Linked DNA regions of Mus musculus: region 2 is linked to region 1. A link is a contact called in public HiChIP or PLAC-seq data. All regions are on one chromosome and are shown on one strand. Each heading gives the region's core, a stretch centred on a gene start, on an enhancer-like site or on the middle of the called end of the contact. The rest is flanking DNA. Distances are from core to core; before and after follow the strand shown.

What was found. HiChIP or PLAC-seq counts read pairs in DNA pulled down with a chosen protein or histone mark.
Region 2: a FOXA1 HiChIP or PLAC-seq map of pancreatic cancer cells shows a contact between it and region 1. The contact joins the enhancer-like site here to the promoter of Arl14 in region 1. A contact is called at or near these places in 4 of 39 promoter capture datasets (the C10 cell line, embryonic stem cells, macrophages and 1 more), 4 of 15 datasets of contacts at CTCF or cohesin (the G1E-ER4 cell line, large pre-B cells, liver and 1 more), 28 of 484 Hi-C or Micro-C datasets (the AtT-20 cell line, B cells, the G1E-ER4 cell line and 21 more), 4 of 115 datasets of contacts at active chromatin or transcription factors (the HPC-7 cell line, embryonic stem cells, microglia and 1 more) and 4 of 9 other capture datasets (adipose tissue, liver, macrophages and 1 more).

What each region holds. Positions count from the first base shown.
Region 1 is chr3:69,220,761-69,226,227 of GRCm38.p6, forward strand. Arl14 (ADP-ribosylation factor-like 14) reads left to right here and starts at 1,659. Exons shown (of 1, transcript NM_027843.1): 1 at 1,659-2,858. The coding sequence starts at 1,762. The coding sequence ends at 2,340.
Region 2 is chr3:69,482,917-69,488,399 of GRCm38.p6, forward strand. All of the region lies in intron 1 of Ppm1l (protein phosphatase 1 (formerly 2C)-like), which reads left to right. Among named protein-coding and RNA genes, the nearest start is that of Gm52607, 24 kb to the left of the region's middle. Within about 2 kb of position 3,070, at least 35 of the 459 cell types and tissues checked have an H3K27ac peak or open chromatin away from gene starts, as enhancers often do. A contact at or near this core is called in the G1E-ER4 cell line, the HL-1 cell line, the HPC-7 cell line and 4 more, where this site is marked.

The DNA of each region.
Region 1 (5,467 bases), core at 409-2,908:
AGCCTGGCTTCAGCCTCATACTCACTTTCGCAATCCCTTCTAATCTTCTGGCTCTTTCTCATTCTCTGGCTTGTTCTGTGTCTATCTTGTTCTTTTTGCTACCTATCCCTATAGGTCACACACACACACACACACACACACACACACACACACTCCTCACCACAACACCTCTTTCTTTCTCTGCTCTGCTCTTAAGTTGCCTTCCTTTCCTGTCTATTCTCTTGTGAGTTGCATGTATCCAATCCCTGACTCATTCTGTCAAATCTTTCTCTCATTCCTCACATTGTCTACCCCTCAATTAGATGTCACTTCAAACAAAGGGGCTTCCTTCTGCAAACTAATCTCATCACCATTGTTGGGGATTAAAGATGTGTTTTAAGGGCTTGTCTATATTCCAGCCAGATCATACTGCAATCCAACTTAATCACACAGACCTAGAGGGTCTTTGGACGTGATCTCTTGCCAGAGCAGCCATGTTGCTGGATTAAAATTCCTCTTCAGTGTTCTGCTGGCATGCTTTCTACCTTTTGAGGAATGAACTTGTCATTGAGATGTGTGACTCAGGTGACTCTTCTTGTTTCTCATTCTCTGCCTTCTGATGCATTCCTTTAATGTTTGCCTTTAACCTGTCATAGAGCTTTTAAAATAATCACTTCGCTCCTCCCCTGAAATGTTTCCCTGTGTAGCCCTGGCTGTCCTGGAACTTGATCTGTAGACCAGGCTAGCCTTGAACTCACAGAGATCTGCTTGCCTTTGCCTCCTGAGTGTTAACATTAAAGGCATGCATAAGTGCCTGGCTTTAAAATGTCTACTTTTAAAAATGTTTTCAGGAGTTTGTCTTTATTTTCTGAGTTCCTTTTTATATTATCTGCTTCTTGTTTTGGGAATATATTTATTTTCCACTCTTCCCAATCCAGCACACCCCTCCCCTACCCCCAGCCTCAGTTCTATCCCAATAGGCCTATTTTCTGTCTTTTAGAATATTTGTCAAAATCTCACCCTCTGATGGACTCTTTGATGACTTTGTTCCTCTTATCATGATGTGTTGGGAAAGAGATGAGATAAGTATCTGTGTATACTCAGGTTGCCATCTTTGATCAGTCTGTTTTATTGAAAAGTGGGTAAAAAAAAATTACCTGGGGAAATCTGGCCTTGTCAGTAGTGTAAGTTCCCTGCCTGGAAGATTCATAAATGATGCTCTGTTTCTGAGACCAAGGTTACGATAACCCAGAAGGGCTCAAAGTTTCTACTGAGTAATCCGGTATCAGGAAGCATTTAGATACCAAGAGGGAGATAAACTCTCCAAGCTTTTAGGCAACCCTGACACTTATTAACAGCTGGATAAGACTGATCTACAAAAAGTTCACTTAAAGTTGGCTAAAACAAAAGATTGTGTTGGTTCTACAATGGGGCTCCTGTGCACACCTTACTCTTTGATTTCCTCCAAACTGTTGGACCTGAGAGACTGCAGAAAGCTGCGGCAGCCAGCCACTCCTAATCCTACTCACTCACAAAGAATGTCCCCTTTGAGCCACTGTGATACATGCTGGTTACTCCCACAGAGTCTTCAGGATTGGCTGGGACTGCAAATAAAACACTGTTTGCCTATAATCAAGTTGATAAGCTACAATATAAACGAAGACAGGCACCTGTTCACTGTGGCACTTTACTCTCTTTTCCTAAACGTTTACATGAAAGACCTGGAAAGGACGCATTGTTTCGGGCCAAAAGAAACGATCTTTAAGGAAGAAAAAGCCTAAAATGGGTCTGCTGAATTCTAAAAACCCCCAAAGCAAGCAAGCCCACATTCTTCTCCTCGGACTTGACTCAGCTGGGAAATCTACTCTGCTTTACCGGTTAAAGTTTGCTGAGACTCTCTCAACCATCCCAACCATCGGCTTCAACGTGGAAATGGTCCAGCTGCAGAGCAGTCTCACACTCACCGTGTGGGATGTTGGAGGACAGGAGAAGATGCGAACAGTCTGGGACTGCTACTGTGAGAACGCTCAAGGGCTGATGTACGTGGTGGACTGTTCCGAAGGCAAAAAGCGACTGGAAGACTCTCGCAAAGAGTTCAAACACATTTTGAAGAACGAGCACATCAAAAACACACCGGTCGTCATACTGGCCAACAAACAGGACTTGCCGGGAGCTCTGAGCGCCGAAGACATCACCAGGATGTTCAAGGTGAAGAAGCTGTGCAGCAACCGGAACTGGTATGTGCAACCCTGCTGTGCGGTCACTGGAGAAGGGCTGGATGACGGGTTCAGGAAATTAACCGAGTTTCTGAAAAGCTACCGAAGGACAAGAGAGACCTTAGCAATCTTCAAGCAGAAATGAGACAATGATGAAGTGGAAATGGGAAATCTGTTTTATTTCCCATGTAAAGTGGGGGAACAAAAAGAAAAGTAAGTTGCTGAGTCGGCAAACTTTTGGGGGTGGTTTCCACCCTGCTCAGCTAAAGAAGGAACTTTCTAAGCAAACTATGGGGTAATGGTCATTGAAACGGAAGAAATTATATTTTGTAAAGGTTAACGTGTTGGATGATTTGAAAGTCCTATTTAGAGTCAGATAAATGTTAACTAATTTTGTATGACCACTAAAGTTTAAATAGCTGTCTGCTTATATAGTCAGGATTTTTTTCATATAGTTCCCAGATGTTACTGGCATTGAATTTCTACCCTGTCCTTAGGTAGTAATTGAATAGTGAGAAAATAACAAAAAGAAGCTTAAATTGTGGATGTTAACGTTTTGAAAATCTTTGTTTTGTAAACAGACACACAAATGCTATCAGCTTTTTGACATCTATTGTTTGTAACTTCCTTTATCTTTTTTAAAAAATATATTTTTTTAGTGAATTCTTTGAGCATTTCATACAATGTGTATTGAAACACACACACACACACCCCTCCCTGCCTTAAACAAAGACCTTCAGATCAGTGGCCTAGAGGAAGCATTGTCCTGCAGGGTGACCTCTGAGTTTAGTGTTCCACTTTCAGCTGCAGCCCCAAGACCAGCTTCAGCGGAACTCCGCTCAGCAGCCCCATTACCCAGGAACACAGGTCTGCTTGGTACCGACCAAGCAGGAAGCCAGGCCAGACTTTGTTCTCAGAGACCTTGCGGTTCACTGGGTGAAGTGACACGAAGCTGGCACCCGGAGCACAGCCGCGGTTATCTTGTGAGAGACACCCAGGGAAACAGGAAACACTTCTTAGGAGAGATGGAATTGAAGGGAGAAGACCCCACACAGGTGTACAGTAGTCAAGAAAATTTCCCCTGGTTAGATGAACCTCCAAAGCCATCATGACCAAGAGACGGGGTAGAGGGGCGGGAGAGCAGCAAAGGAGTTGAGGATGGAGCTGGAATGTCCAGGAGAGGAGCAGAGCTGCAGAGATGCCCTGTAACTAACACTTTCCTCTTCTTCCTTCCTGCCAGCCTCCCGCGGTGTAGAATAAAGTCACTGAGCTCCACAGCAGCCCCGGTAGCTCTAAACCTGAAGGTGACAGGGGAAAATAAAGGTGTAATGAGTTTAGTGTGGGGCTGGAGAGACGGCTCCACTGTGAAGAGGCCTTGCTGCCTTTCCAGCACACTTGGGATGGGTTCCTGACTAGGCTTGCGTGCCTCACAATTAATTGCATGTCATTCCAGTTCCAGAAGATCTGACACCCTTTTCTAGGCACCAGCATGTACGTGGTACACACTTACGTATATGTAAAAAATGAAACAAGTCAAGGGTGAAGGCCCTCAGATTGCTTTTACATTTTTCTTTCTCCTTGTAGCTATAATTGGCTCAGCGAAGACCCTTCTGAGCTTCATAGTGTGACCCGTGTAAAGAAGACACGTAATGATGGTGACTTTTGGGTTGAAACTGTGTAGAGTAGTCTTTAGGATAAACAGATTCCCGGATCTTCTCACTTAGAGTCTACAACTGCTCTGAGGGGGGAAAAAGGGCATTGTTATTTCAGTTTACAGATGTGAGTGTTGAGGCTGAACAAGGTGGCATCAAATCTTGCACACACACACACACACACACACACACATAAGCCATTTAAAGAATGCATTGCACGAGGGTGTTGGGGCTGGGGGAGTCATGAGACAACTTTGAGGGGTCAGTTCCTTCCACCGTGTGCTTTTGGGGACTGAAATGAGGTCACGGGCTTGGCAGCAAGTGCCTTTACCAGTTAAGACACCCTTCCAGCCAACTACTATGTCTTTTCTTTTCATTTGTTTTTGAGATGATAATATAATTACATCATTACTCCCTTGTTTTTCCTCCTTCCAAATCCTCCCATATACCCTTCCTTGATCTTTTTCAAATTCTTGCTCTCTTTGTCCTCATTGATTTTAACTGAAAAATTGTCAGAGTCAAGACTGCTACTCAGGCATGTCTGCTATGTGTTACCATGTTGGTTTAGAGACAAATATATCCTCTCTGTCTGCAGTGAACTTCCAACACACAAGAGCTGGAGCTGGCTGTGTGTATAACTCACTGGTAGAGTGACTTTATCAGCAATTCAAGATGCTCTGGGCTTGATCCCAAATACCAGAGGGGTGAAAACACTCTAGGCAGTATGGACTCTATAACAAGAAAATTTTTAGGAAGAGAAAATCCATGTATACTAGATAAGCATAGTAACCAATGTAAGAAACATGTAGAAAGATTTATTTATGATTTCAGGGCGCTCTGGGATGGTGACGTCAAAGGTTCAGAGCAGAATTCTTTCTGAGCTTCACAAACTGACAGATGCCTCATATATATCTTCCCTTATAATTTGTTTTTAATTTAATCTTAAAATGAAGAGTCACTCATTTATTTCAATGCAGAATATCTAACTATTGAAAATACTAGAAGCTTGGGGTATGTGTGCTTGGTGTAGTAGGCGTGCACATTCTTAAGATATGGCAAATTGATAACGTGGTATTTTCCTGTTGTTAGAAACTTAACGGCAAGTGTTCCTCAGAATCTGTGTCTATGCTCCCCAGAAATGTACAAGGCTGGCCATGTTTTACCCAGGATATGCTTTCTACCAGTTATTCGCTGTTTAATGCTAATTTTACCAGTTTCCCCTGACCATTCCCTTCCTGTTCTCTCTCCTGGCTTTCTCTTCTCTACCCAACAACATGGGTGAGTGAATTGGTATACACACACACACACACTATATGTGTGCACACACACCATATAGATAAATACACCCCACACATACTATATATGTGTACACACATACAGACACATATATACTATATATGTGTGCACACATATACACTATATGTATACACATGCACATATATACCACATACACACACCATATGCATTCACACAGACACACGTGCATACACATGTGTACCCCCTGAACACTCTTCCTCCTGATGATAGACTAAGGGAAGAGTGGAAGACAAGCTATAGACAATAGTAAAATATTCCTTAGTAGATGAAAGAGGCTGTGCACGCTCATTCCTTGATGTTTAT
Region 2 (5,483 bases), core at 1,820-4,319, 260 kb after region 1:
TTTATAGACACCATTTGGAAAATATTGCAGGACTTCCACACATATCCAAACTTGATGTTCTTTTTAACTGAAGAACTAGAAAAGACCTTGAAAATTTATCTAGTTCTTTAGAAGAAGACCTTAAAATACTGTGTTTTTTTAAAATGTGATATCTGTGTATAAAACTTAGTTTTCTGCACTTGAAGGAAATATTTCAGAGTTCTCATGTTAGCTTGTTAATAGCTGTCCAGTGCTCATTCTTCTTCGATATGGGTGAACAATCTGTCCTGGAAATGAAGTCATTTGTTGAGTGGTCCACGTGTCATGTTCTTTAACTGATAAATAATGTCTGCCATGGGCATTGTTTTTGTCCTCCTATAATTTAATGATACTGTGATTTGTACAGATGCTAGCTTTTATTTCTTTTGTCTTGAATGCCAAAGAAACTCGGAGTCTTCTTTGATTGGTCTCTAACAAATAAAAAGAGTCTTAATGCACGTGTTCGGTGTGTCTACGTTTTTTTAGCGTGTGACTTCTGAAGTTTTGCCTACGCAAAATATTTATGATGGTGGTCTAGATTGTTGCTAGAGTGTTCGAGGGCACACCAGTGAGCGTACGTGTCTGGCAGGGTTGTAGTGAAAGTTTAATGAGGTAGTCTCTAGAGCACCGAGCGTCGAGCCCATGACACAGCAAGAACTCAGTACACTAGCCGGCTGGTTAGGAGCGCGGCTGGCCCACCCAGGAGGGTAAGTGAAGTTGCTTCCAGTTTTCCCAGCTCTCCTCCAAGGAGGGCTGGTAGGTGGATGGACTCTGGCCACTGTAAATGTTCCCACTGGACTTCCTCTTGGGAACTGAGATTCTCACAGTGGGAAATATTAGCCCATTCTAGATATGAGTCTATATGTCTTTCTCAAATTCTCTGTGATGGGGAACTTCCTTCATTCAACAAGACCTGCATGAGAGGCTAGTGAGGTGTGGGGGTTTGGAGAGGGGAGCCCGTTAGACCTCTGTCCTGCTCAATTGAAAATGCCACTTTCCTATCCCACAGCGGGGAGCGCTCGCACATTTTGCAGTAGAGAAACGTTCATTTTAGCCTGCGTCTGTTGTCATTGCAAATGAGCGGTTTAAAACTAGAATATTTCAGATTTGTCCAATGTTTATGTGTTTGATTTCTCTACCTGTGAAATTACCAATTCTGTGTTCTCATGGCTCCAGTTTTCCCACACTTTAAAAATCACGCTGACATAGCTGGCTGTTACCTCTTACCCCTCCTACCCCACTGCCTGTCCTAAGTTCTTGGCACAGCCTGGCTCTCTAGGCAAGCCGAAGGCTACCCTAGGCTATTAGGTTCCTTGGTTGTCTCTCTTGAAAGAGCATCCTTACGTCTGTTAGCATGTGGTCCCTCACCTCTCCCCTAGCCCCACAGCATGCTTGGAGCGGGCACGGCGCCCCTCCCCCAACATGTATCCTCAACATCTAAAATAGTGTTCCCTTGGCATGTACAATAAAAATGAACAGCAAAGAGGCCGTCCTAGCCCTGGACTGTGCACCGACCTATCCAGCTGTGTTTTTTTGGAGCTGGCAGTAGGCATCTTTTCTTTCTATGGTCTACGACCGATTTGCCTATTGAGAGCTAAGGATCTGTCACTTTGTGTTTACATAAGCAGGTGCGCTCGCTGCTGAAATTACAGCCTTTCCATGCAATTAGGTATCCTTTTCTTCTCTTTTCTAAAATAAGATGTCCTTTTGAGTTCTGTGTGTAGTTACACATTCCTGCCGGTGATTCCAGCTTCCCTTCCTTCTGCCTGCATCCTGGTGCAGTGCTCTGGCTGACTTGGCTGAGGTGAGGGTGCTCTTCTGACCATGCCAGGGTACATTCAAGAGCAAATTGTGGTGTGGTTTCACACAGCTTTCTAAGGGTTGCTTGACTGCCCACAAGCTGCCGGGAAGAATGTCAGTGCCGTCTGGTATCTCCTAAGACAGTCACTTTGCTTCAGAGTGGGGAGGGCTCCGGCTCTCTGAGGCTCAGCAAACTGCCAATTCTAAATGACAGAAAAAGGAGCCTGTGGCAATGTCAATGCATATAGTCAGTTTTTTTTTATAAGAATTAAAAATATTATAGGTTAGCAGGGTGGCTCAGTGGGCTAAGTCAGCCCTGGCAAAGCCTGATAGCCTGACTTCAAGCCCCAGAACCACTATAGTAGCGGGAAAGAAGGAAGCTTGCAATTTGTCCTCTGGGCACCCCACAGACTTGCATGCACATACACAAATACGTGATACATATAATTTAATAAAATAGGTTAGTAATAGTAGTAATTAAAACAACAACATCAACAATAACAACAACAACCTTTACAAGCTAGAGAGTCCTGGGATATGCACAAGGGCTGTTGTAAAGGGCCTGGTACAACCCTAGGAGTCTGTCAGAACTTACTGTAAAGCTGGGTAGAAATCCATGCTACATTGTATCAAATTCAACTAGCAGGTGCGATCCAGAGTTCTCCCTCTCAAATACATAGCCCAAGTTAAAACAGATTTGAACCAAGGATAGAGCAAACCCCATGACTAATTTTAAAGGAAGCCACCCCCCTCCCTACCCCAACAAACTGACAGTTGGAGTTCTAACCCACAAAGATGCTGATCAAGGCCAGCCACCTAATTCGGTAAAGAACACAGAGGCCTTTCCCTTGTGTGCATCTACTGAGACTTTCCTGTGACCATGATATCTTTCTGAGTTTCAGGGAGACGGATCATAAAGGTACTTGCTGTCCAGCTAGATGACCTGAGCTGAATGATTGGGGGTGAGGGTGGGGGTTCTCATTGAGTTAGTCATGAGACACTAAATAAAATTATCACCAAGTCACTGAGTAGAAAGTTCAACCCTTCTTATTCCATTTCATATAAAAGGACCCTAAGTCTAATACTGGCCTTGAAAATCCTTCTTGAAGCCACATCAGCCCGACTCATCTGGAGCTTCCCTGACACTCTGGCCACCCCTGCTTCCTGGAGGTAGCTATGGGGTAGCAGCCAAGTGAGGCCCAGTAGGAGTCCTCTGGAATTGTTCCTGTATAAATAGCTGTCTCAAGCCAAGAATATTTTATGTATGTTCTGACTAAGACCTCCAGGGGCAGCTCTAGTGTCATAGCCTTGGAATGCTATCATTTTGATTAATAACTCACGAGGTTTTTGTAATTCATTTGTAACAGTCCCATTGGCTTTCTCAGTCCTCAAGGGCATTTTCAGTAAGAATTATTTGTGGAACTTTCTAGAATACATTTGAGTAATACTTATGGAAGTTAATATTTCCCCAGGCTCCATAGCCCAAGATTCAGAAATGGGAGGGAATTTAATAAGGAATAAACCATATAATTTTTGAAATAATAAAAAAATATTTCTCCATAAATCAATATCATTGGATCTTTTTCCTATGCCTCTCAAGTGTGTAAAATGTGAAACAATTTCTTCTTTATGACTGCAGACGAGATAGGAACTTGCTCATCGCAAAACATTAGCCCAACAACTTTGGCTGAGTGCTGTTTCAGTGCTCATTAGATTGGTGAGCGTTGGGCTGGTCGGCTGGCTGTTTTTATGCTGCCACCATCGCTTAACATCTAAAAGTGTATGTGTGCTCTGAAAACAAAATTCAGGGAAGGACCATCAAAGTAGTGTGATATTTACTGTTGAATTCCTGATCTTTCTCTGGAGTGTGTGTGGTAATTGAGGAGCAAAGAATTCGTTCTTCATACCCTTGGAAGTAGGGAAATAACCTCAGCTTCTTAATCTGTAAACAGGTTCTAAAAAAATAAGCCCGGAGGCTTAAATGTAGGTTTTGATCAAAATAATAAGAGGAGCTAACTCACGGCTAGACAGTGTTTGATACATTGGCTGATTATATCTTAGAATAATTAGAGACCAGAAGTCTGGAAAGTGGGCTGGTATGGGTTTTGTGGATAAGGCCAGCCATCCTTAGCTAGAAAGACATACTCCGTTGTGTGAGATTAGAGGTATATTTACATGCCCTGGCATGCTTCATGCTACCACATGAACTTGACCTCATAGTAAATGTGAGTTAGCAGAATGATAAACTTAGTAAAAGTTCGTTTCCTGAGGCATCCCAGAAGGATTGTCTCTAGTGATGTGTAGCTTAGTGGTTGGTCATCACGTTACTGCTTAGATTAAAACTTGAGCTTCAGCATTAAGTATGTTCTGTAATTTTCTGTCCTCCACATGCTGGGTTCCCCCTTCGCCATAACCATTGACACAACCGTTGGCAGCCATGGCTCTCCATAGCGATCTAAAATTGCCATAGAAGTGAGACTTCATGGTTGTGCTTCTGGTGAACACCTGGTGCCATCTCTTGAAGGTTCCTAGTTTGTTTTTTTGAGGCAGAATTACGAGGTTAGGAGTACAAGATGGTCTCTCAAGGGTTCTTTCCTTAAATAACCTCTTTAGGTTAGAAGTAGCAAAGACTAAAAATGGCAAGAAGTGACAGTGTTGGCAGGCAGAGAAGAGAAATCACTCTTGCTCTCCTGCGTCCTTGTCCTGGTGGGCAAGGGCATTCACTCTGACTTTCTTCTAAAGTGCCTGGAGCCAAAGAACACCTGTCAGAAGTTAATGATATGTTACCATAAGAAAGATGGATTCCAATGGGGACCTCAGAGAATTAATGTGCGGGCTATGTGCTGGCTGCTGCCAGATCGACACACACACACACACACACACACACTCGTGCACTTCCATTCAAGGGCAGGGAAACCTTGCCTGCAATGAAATATTGCTCATTTGCAGGGAGCGTGGAAGCACCAAGTGTGAGAAGTAGATGTGTGTTATTGGCATGAGCCAGCCATGCATCAGTCCCAAAGGGAAATAAATGGCAGCGCCTCTCCAAAGGGATGGCTCAGAGGGGGACTGCCAAGCCTCCCCTCCTGGTCCTGAGTACACACGTTGGTAGTGTGTGCTGCAAATGCTTATCATAGCTTTCTCCTCACCCCAGCCCCTCCCCATATTCATGGCCTAAAGATTTCTCCCCTAGAGAAACGACTCCCCCAAAATTAGCTACCCTTGCCTCCGTGAGCTAGCTGTAGACCATAAACCACCTCCATGATTAGCTGTAGGCACCAGCTCCTCCTTTGTGGTCATGGGTTCAACCACCCTCCTCCCTGTTCAACTGTATACAATAATATGCAAAACTTCTGGGATGCAGCCCAGGCAACCTCAGCTTTTCTGTGTCTGTGTGTTTCCTTTCTTCATTCCCTGCTGCCCTAGTCAGGTCTGCCTGTCCCTGGAACGGGGCCAGATGTAGCACCCTTCCCTCTTTCCCTCTTTGTTTCGGCATAGAATCTGAAGGATTTATTTCCATGTCACTCTCTGCTTTATCCTGTGCCTACCTAACCACCCTCCCTAAGTTGCCATTTTCCCAAAGCCAACCCCTCTCAGCTCAGTATTTTCAGAATCGATTTCTCTTCTGATCTTCCTATCTTTTTTCTTATGTCAAACTCGGGTCG